2 separate regions of the Zea mays genome follow, and region 1 is linked to region 2. A link is a contact called in public Hi-C data. All regions are on one chromosome and are shown on one strand. Each heading gives the region's core, a stretch centred on a gene start, on an enhancer-like site or on the middle of the called end of the contact. The rest is flanking DNA. Distances are from core to core; before and after follow the strand shown.

Evidence for each region. A called contact is a pair of places that touch in the nucleus more often than the background predicts.
Region 1: a Hi-C map of ear shows a contact between it and region 2, with 4 times the contacts expected there. The contact joins the promoter of LOC100277915 here to the promoter of LOC109943776 in region 2. A contact is called at or near these places in 3 of 25 Hi-C or Micro-C datasets (ear, tassel and an unstated tissue).

What each region holds. Positions count from the first base shown.
Region 1 is chr1:263,700,672-263,705,471 of Zm-B73-REFERENCE-NAM-5.0, forward strand. It overlaps LOC100277915, which reads right to left and starts at 2,279. Exons shown (of 1, transcript NM_001175790.1): 1 at 1,406-2,279. The coding sequence starts at 2,090. The coding sequence ends at 1,560.
Region 2 is chr1:263,400,192-263,404,842 of Zm-B73-REFERENCE-NAM-5.0, forward strand. It overlaps LOC109943776 (ocs element-binding factor 1-like), which reads left to right and starts at 1,573. Exons shown (of 1, transcript XM_020547271.3): 1 at 1,573-2,493. The coding sequence starts at 1,773. The coding sequence ends at 2,408.

The sequences.
Region 1 (4,800 bases), core at 1,029-3,528, 300 kb after region 2:
TGATTTATATGGACTAATTTTTAGTATCTCTATTTTATACTATTTTAGTATATAAATTGTTAAATAGAAAAACTAAAATACATATTTAACAATTTAGAGAATAGAATGAAATAAAATGTACTGACTGAAAATTAGTCCCTATAAACTAAATACCCCTTAAAATAGATTGACGTCTAAAAGCAAACATTTCTGACTGCGTGCAGTTCGGGCTCACGTGCATGACGTGAGATTTTCCGGTATATACATCAGCTTTGATTTCTCTTCGGCAGAGGTGAATTCAGGACGAACAATCGGGGTGCAAAGGGAATTACGACGTGTGTGGTGTGGTGTGGTGGTACCGATGCTTGACTGTCTAGTTGGACTTCAAACATATTTTTCGTTTATTAGTCAGATCGACTGTCAGAGTCACGCAAATCTATTGTTGAATGAAATCGATCAAGAGGTAGCTACGTACGCAAGCCGGATTTCTAGCTTCGTTGTAACATTGGTTTCGCTGAAAGCGACTGTGTTCGGGTAGATCGATCTCTTGACCGCAAGAAGCGCAATTCAGGTCGCCTGTTGCCTGGAAACATTTAAGTAGCGGTAAACAAGCCTCGCTCGGAGTCGGAGATGGCTAACGTGGCAAACGATTTTACCAACCTTTGACCTAGAGCTCATTGCGCACGTTGCCGGCTCCTTGCAGAAAACAGAAAACACACGGCTGGATTCCTGCGTGATTTGCTCGCGAGGCACTGAGAGTGACTGCTCTGTTGATAAAGTTAAATTTGCTCACGGCGTCCACTAAGAAATTGGTCTAAGGTCTTGTTTGGGTCTGCTGTTGGCCGTTAGAATCTGACTTCTGGCTATCAAATGTTTCGTTTTTCATTTTATTTTTTGTGAAAATTGTTTCGGTAAAAATCATCCAAATTAACATGAATATAGGATTTGTTGATTGGTCTATAAAAATCATCCAAATTAACATTAATATAGAATTTGTCGATTGGTCGCGACGGAAGAAGTTCGTCGCTTTTCTAAATCTTAAACCATACAATACACTTTATCTTCCTTCGCACATAAACCTCAACAATATATTTGTCTGCTCAGTTGGATTCACATTCATATTTGATGATTTAAAATTCAATAATAACGTTTTAAAGATCAAACCAAGTTTTTATTGTTTTTGTAGAATAGAACGCCACATTCTTGACAGGTTAGAGGATCAATTTGTTCAATTCCGGTGGTGTCTGTTACATGGGGTCGTAGTGTAACAGTGAAATCTGAGCTGACCTGCAATTTAGAAGTCGGAAAACATACTTCATCTTATAGTTTTCATTGTGTCATAGGGTTCGATCATCTTATCTGGACACTAGATTCAGACGGTGAAGCTATCGGCATATATCATACAATCAAGATAGCAAAGCAAGACGGTAATTAACCAGCAACTTTAGCTTACGGTGTACAATTACAATGAAGGATGCCAGCACTACTCGTTCTTCTTTACTACTCCACTAGTACTTAGTCTTGCTAGTCTCTTTGGATTCTTGGAAATTGGAAAGAAGGAAAGAAAAAAAAACATAGATTCAATCCTCGTGGAGTCCAGGGATCTTAGCAAGCCTGACGACGCACTCCTCCACGGCCCCACACGAGCTCTTGCAAGAGAGCCCGCGCCCACGCAGCCCAAGACCGAGGCCGAGCCTAAGCCCGGCCCAGCCAACCAGCTTCTGGCCCCCCCTGTCGTCTCTCCTGCCGCGGGCGCCGTCCTCCGTGCAGGCCAGGTAGGCTGCAAGGAACGGGTCCTCCGCCGGCCTGACGCCGCGGCTCCTCGGCCTTCTCGTCATTGGGGGCGAGGCGCCCGGCGCGCTCGGCACTCCTGGAGGTGGCGGCACGCGCAGGCGGTGCCGGTGCGTCGTCGCAGGCGCAGGCGCAGGAGCCTGCTTCTTAGCGCTCGCCGGCGTCCTCCTGCTTACAGCCTCCGCGCGGGGCGCGCCGCCGGCGGTGGTGGGCTTGTTGGCCCCCAAGTGGCTCTGTTTGGACACTCCGGGCTCGTGCTCCCAAGAGAAGGCCACCGTGCTGCTGCCGGACTTGGACGCCGCCACTGCTTCCAGATTCATGTCGTTGGCGTCCGAAACTCCTGGAGCTAGCTCGACCGATCGAACGCGAGCGATCAAGCTAGGCCAGCAGCAGAAACGCGACGCGCCGAAGGGATGACACAGAGAAAACCACGGAGACCAAGAGAGCAGAAGGCTGTAGCAACTAGCAACGCGGCAGGAAGAAAAAAAAACGTGTGCGCGCGATCTGCGGCACCCGTGAGCGAGAGGATGCGACGGGCTTCTTGGAGCTTTATAGCAGCAGCAGCAGCATAAGAAGAAGAAGGCGGGCATGGTGGGCAGGGCTTGATCCGCCGATGGCGACGGCTTCGTTCGGAAATCAGAAGAGGTGGCTTGACCGACCGGCCGTGCCCGTCGTTTCCTGCAAGCGTTGTTGCGTCGGTACTTTTCCCTCTCTCTCTCTCTCTCGCTTTGGCTGATGATCTGGGGCATGGTGGCTCCAACTGAACAGACACACGAATCGCTTTTGAGCTCACTAGCTAACAGACTGCACCGATCGGCCGCCGGCAGGCATGCTTGCGGCGTCCGGTCATCTAACGGCTGCCGGTATGCCGCAGCACGGGTTTTTCTTTTCTTTTCTTTTCTTTCATTTGGATGTATGGCCAGCATGGGTATCAGTTTGGTACATGTACGCGTACGGGTGTATCTGTTTTTGTATATCGGCAGTTAGGCACACAATAGTTACAGTGCAGTACGTATCTTACCTTGTATCTATCTAACTATATGTAATTAAGGTTGGACTTGATTCATTCATCATTCATGTATACTACGTACTTCCGTATAAAGTACCCGCGTCAACGTACGATCGACGGAGGACCATTATCTTGTCCGCCGGATCGGGTTATATGTGACCTGGACGCTAGGTTACAAGGGTAGAGTCAAAACGTCAGGGCCATGACTTCCATGCGTGCTAGATTTGTTCGGCAGGCCATCGAGTATTATGGAGACAAATAGGGTTGGAATGGAATGTCATCAGCGCCGACCGTCTATGTTCTGCGCGCATGTGAATGACGTGAGATATTAGTTTCCTACCCTTCCGTTCTAATTAAATTTGTTTATTTTTTTTTGTCAAATTTTACCGGCTCGACTTACTCATTTTTTTCGAAAAATAGAAAATTTAAAACCATACCTCAATTATATTATATGCTAAATGATACAAGTAAAAATTAAAGATAATTATGATTTTTTTTAAAATAATATGGGTTGATCAAACTTAGAGAAAAAATGAGGGAGTATGATTTATACTTCCTCTGTTCTAGTACATAATAAGGTGTAAACACCTCTGGTTTAAAAACCAAAAATATATTTAATTTGCTTTATACTACTGTATCGACGTGCGTATGCCTAGATAGATCATGCCTTATATTACGAGACTAATTCAAAGTTTGTTTCCTTAAGTAGATTTTGTTGAATTAAATAATAACATAATTCGAGAACTAAAAATAAGATTTTTGAGACCTACAAGCATCATTATTTATTGGAGTCTTTGTATGATAATAATATATTTATATCAATTGAGTCCATGAGTGGTTATAAGATTTATTTACCAAGCTTGTAAAGAATAATAAAAAATAATAATAATCAATTATAAGATAGTAACACCAGTGGTGTGGTTCTAATGCTATCTCCAGCGATCTCACTATCTCACTTCCTATTTCAATCTTCACTCTGCAGTGTTTTGCACGCTCATGGAGATGGCCTAAGCATTGACAAGACATGGTAATCTTTAGGAGGTGAAGGTATCAAGTAGGTTACTCAAAGGGAAATAGGGTCAAACATTTTCCTAAATGATTTTGGTGGTTGAATTGCCCAACACAAATAATTGGACTAACTAGTTTGCTCTAGATTATAAGTTCTACACGTGCCAAAGGTTCAACACAAACCAATAAAAATACAAGAAATGGTTCAAATAAAAAGAGCAAAAGACAACCGAAGGCTGTCCTGGTCTGGCGCACCGGACAGTGTCCGGTGCACCAGGGAGATTAACTCCGAACTTGCCACCTTTGGGTTTTTGGAATTGCCTCTCCGCTATAATTCACCGGACTGTCCGGTGTGCCAAGCGGAGTAACGGCTATAGCGCCAACGGTCGACTGCAAAAGTGTACAGTAAACAGTGAACAGTGCGGCCTGCGCGCGCAGAGTCAAAGCAGGCGCCAGAAGGCGCACCAGATAGTGAACAGTGACTGTCTGGTGCACCACCGGATTGTCCGGTGGCCCCCACTTGTTAGAGCTCCAACGGTCGAACCCTAACAGTTGGGTGACGTGGCTGGCGCACCGGACAGTGTCTGGTGGCGCACCAGACTGTCCGGTGCGCCCATCGACAGACAGCCCCCCAACAGCCACTTTGGTGGTTGGGGCTATAAATACCCCCCAACCACCACATTTCAAGGATCCAAGTTTTCAGCCAACACATTCAATACAAGAGCTAGTGCATTCAATACAAGACACAATTAGAGTGAATCAAAATCTCTCCAAGTCCTAATTCCACTCAAAGCAATAGTGACTAGAAGAGAGAGTTTTGTCGTGTTCTTTTGAGCTCTTGCGCTTGGATCGCTTTTCTTCTTCCCCATTTCTTGTTTCCAAGTTCTTTGTAATCAAAGCAAGAGACACCAATTATGTGGTGGTCCTTGTGGGGACTAAGTGTCCCAATTGATTGAGAATAGAAGCTCACTCGGTCTAAGTGACCGTTTGAGAGAGGGAAAGGGTTGAAAGAG
Region 2 (4,651 bases), core at 323-2,822:
TTAGGAGGCTGAAGTGCATCCAGCGGCGTGACACGGACTGAAAACAAGGATCTAAAAAGATTCAATGACAAGGTATACCAAGTAGCAGCAATATGACGTAGTGTTAGACTCTTCTATCGTTTCGTCTTATTTGTTCCCTATGGTGTAGGTTTCCCACTCTTCATGTTTAGCTGTACATTGATAGAGTATATTTACATACCAATTGGTTGAGAGTAGTACCATATATATGCAGTGAGAAAACATGCAATCAAGGGAGGGCAAGAGCCTAGGTTTGACTTCATGAGGCTAGCTCCGCCACTGACTACCATGCATGGCATGCAATAGACGCTCTAGATCACTCTTCCTCCCCCACCCTCTCATACTGTCTCTTGGTATTTTTTATAACCATCCCAGTACATTTTATGTAGATTTTTAAGCTTTGGTTTTTATGCAGGGCCCAGTTTCTTGTATGAGATTCGTTTTCAGATCACACATGCATGAGATATTATCGAACCAGCAAAAGACCAGCATATTCAGCATGCGTAAACTATCATAATCATATCATTAGGATTGTCCTTCTCTCACCTCTAACCATATGCTATAGGACTGTTCACTAGAACGATCACATGCTGAACGAATCTGCTTTAGTCCTCAAGATAGCAAAGAACCGTGTGTTAGACTATATCGCCTCCTTCCTTCGTGGTTAAGTTTAAAATCCCTATTGTTTGGACCGTCTTCCATCGGAATCAACCACAGTACGTCCGGCACAAAAACGTCCCCCTCGCGGCCTCGCCGCAGCCTACCGCCCGCCGTATAAATCTCGGTAAAATATCTAGGCGCCGTATGTTAGGCGCCGTATGTAGTTGTGACGTAATGAATAATTGATAACGTTAAATTATGTTTGTTTTATTTCAAGTGTATCACACCAATAAATAATACCGACCTATTTAAATTTGTTACCAAGTATGAACCATTATCATTATCATTTATATTACATCTCACCATATTGTCTTTGTCATGTCATGGGCTTACGTTAATTAAATCCTTGAAATGTTTCGCTATATTTCTTTCATGCTCAAGAACCATAATATTTGTTACTCTTTTTAGTTAGATGGAACATAAATATAGAGACTTTTCAATAACTTGAAGTGTGTTCATGTAACGTGTACCTTACCACGCGCTACGTTTTTTGCTATATTGCTAGAACCAGGGCGACGCTATGTTGGTTTTATAGGGTGCAAATACAAACACCCCCCAACCATAAAATCATAATCTATAGATTTATTTAAAATTTCACTATATATACACTCCGTTTTGTATAGCTCATATATAGTTGCTTGCAACTTTAGGTATCTATTATTTTAACGAGACAATTTGTCCGTCGGTCTGTTCACCGAAGCCTCTCAAACTGCTGAGTCACAAAAGTGTGTGGATCGATGTATCTATAGCTACAACAAATAAGTGTGTCAGTGTGTGCATGTATTTATAGCTACCGCAAATTTGACGGAGGTACGTCTTACCGTATGGGTGCATGAATGTATATATGACATAGATGTGCAAATATTATGAATTGTACTGTTTTTTCCCCAAATTTTGCGTGGGTGCGGCTGTACCCACAACGTTGCATATAGTTCCGTCCAATTTCATTCATATGGGCTAGAGACTCTGGTATCTGGAAAACAAATCTTGCAAATCTACAAAAGGCACGCATTATCACTTAGCACTATACTGTATATGACTGCAACATGTAGAGTTGTAGACCCACACCACGAACGAAGAAACAAAGTACCAGGATGCCCTCTAAACCAGCTATAAATACCGCAGCCCTTCACTTGTTCCCTCCCTTTTCCCCGCCCTCTGATAAGCACATAATTACCATCATGTCCCTAATGGCCTTCTCAGCAGGTTACATGCCCTGCATCGACGACATCGACATGCAAGTCTTCTCGGCGACGGCAACACCGCCACCGCCGCCGCAGGTGGGGTTCGTATCCGACCCCACAGCCATCCCATTCCCAGCTCAACCTCCGGCGGCGACAGCCTCGCCCGAGGCCGAGGCCGACGCCGACGCGGGGGAGTCCGCCGACGAGCGGCGCCTCCGGCGGAGGATCTCGAACCGGGAGTCCGCGAGGCGGTCCCGCGCGCGGAAGCAGCGCCGCCTCGACGAACTCGGGGACGCCGCCGCGCTCCTGGAGCGCAGGAGGCGCGATCTGGCGGCCGGCGCGCAGGCCGCTCGCGGCCGCCTGGCCCTCGCCCTCCTCGCCAACGCCGGGCTGCGCGCCGAGGCCGCCGCGCTGTCCCGTCGGCTCGCGGCCGCCCTCCGCGCGCTCGACCTCGGTCGGCTGTACGCCGCGGCCGCTGCCGCTGCCGCCGGCAGCGTCGCCAGGCAGTTGGACATTGAGCAGACGATCGCCTCCTTGATCGCGTAGGAATTAATGCATTGGGCGTGCGGCGTGCACGATCGAGCTTGTTTGATCGGAGAACGGTGAACGCGAAATGTTGGTGGTCCTGAAATCACGTGTGTCTGTGTGTCTGTATATATATATATATATATATATATATATATATATATATATATATATATATATATATATATATATATATATATATATATATATATATATATATATATATATATATATATATATATATCATGGGTGAAAAGATTAATTAGTTCGCGACATGGTTTGGCAAATGATCGTCGACGATTATCAGTTTGGAGGGATGGTCAGCACTCAGCAGTCAGCACTGTTCGACGATCTGTCTACGTTCGATGCCCGTTGAACGGCTTAGGTCTGATGTGATGCCATGAATGTTGGTGGCATGGGGCCATAAATACATTCATGCGCACGCATATGCTCTGCCTATATGTCTGATTGTCTCCGTCTCGTTGTCTGGTGTGCTGATGAAATGGCAGACAGGCGGTGTCAAATGCTAACTTGTGCGTTAAAATAAAGCTCTGATGCTTTGGGTTGGGCGTGTAGCATCGTTTTCTTGCAAGATTAGCCGTTGATCGTGCGGGTGGACGGTCGCCGTCCGTCCCGTCACCACGTCGAAAGCGGGCGGGGCCGGCGTGCGTGCTTGCGAGCGAGTGCGATACGCCGTCGCCCTTCCGAACCGCTTCAGAGATTCGGTCTGGGTCGTGAGCCGTGAGGCGTGCGTCTCTCTCGCTTTCCGCAACACGGCCGCCACCATCCATTCATGTCATAGGGCCGACGAAATGGCGGGCTGACATGTGTGGCCCACGTACGAGTTTGGTAACTTGGCCCAATTGACAAGGCCTGGTTTGATATGGACTGGCCAAAGAAGGGTGACCATCAGCAACGATCGTCGCATGACTGGCCCGTTTGTTTCCCCCGCTTCTGCTTTCACGAGTCATCTTTCTACTCAAGTTGAAGAACGCTCTAACGAGGTACTAAAAACAATGCAACGAGTGAAAATGCATATAGCCTACGTATATATACACTACCGTATTTGGCTATTTGTCGAGTGTCATATTCTTTGCCGAGTGTTTTATTTCGGGCACTCGGCAAAGAGCTTGTAAAAGAAAACACTCGGCGAAGAAGCTCTTTGCCGAGTGTTTTATTTTTGACACTCGGCAAAGAGTTTCTTTGCCGAGTGTCTTTTTTTGACACTCGGCAAAGGGCTCTTTGCCGAGTGTCACAAATATAACACTTGTTTTTTCTCTAACACTAGGCAAAGACAATTTAAAAATAACATTTTAAAGTAGTAAATTAATTCAAATGAAAAAGTTTTCAACTACAAATTTGTATAACTCATCATGATGTAAAATTTATATATTGAACATTTCTTCATATGACAAAATAAAAATAAATTTGTTATAAAACCTATATCTCTCTCGTAGTTTATGAAACTACGAGAGAGATGTATAGAATTTGTGCATATTGTTAGAACCACCATCTGAGATAAAAAAATGACCAAACAACCAAAATAAACTTTGTAGATCTTGAGAAGTTATAGAAGTTTATAGTTGACAACTTTTCATTTGAAGTCATATTGTCAACGAAAACTACGTCTGAATTTAAAAAATTTAAAATTTGAATTTTGAAAACGACTTCGAAAGAAAAAACCACCAACATGAAAGTTGTATGTATTGAAGAGTTATGAAACTTTGTAGTTGACAATGTTTTAGTTTGAAATCATCTTGTTATGCAAAACTATGTTTGAATATTGAAATTTGAATTCTTCAAACTGTTTCGGATGGAAAAAACCACCAAAATAAAAGTTGTAGGTCTTGAAATGTAATGAAACTTTGTAATTGACAAATTTTTTATTTGAAATCATCTTATCATTGAAAATTTCGTGTGAAGTTTTCAAATTTAAAATTTAAATTTTGTAAATGGTCTCGGATGTAGAAACTATTAAAATAAAACTTGTAGATCTCAAAAAGTTATGCAAACTTTATAGTTGGTCACATTTTCAAATGAACTCATTTAGTGCTTTAAATAATCAAATCACTCTCGATTTGTTATAGTACATGGGGAATGAAAACGTAATATAAACATAATTGGTGTAGTAGTGTAGTGGTATAGGAGGGTATGCGCGAGAGAGAGGTTGCGAGTTCGAATCTCACCATTTACAAAACATATAAGTTTGATTCAAAATAATAGTAAAAAATGATAGGGCAACGGGTAAGGTAATTAGGGTAGGG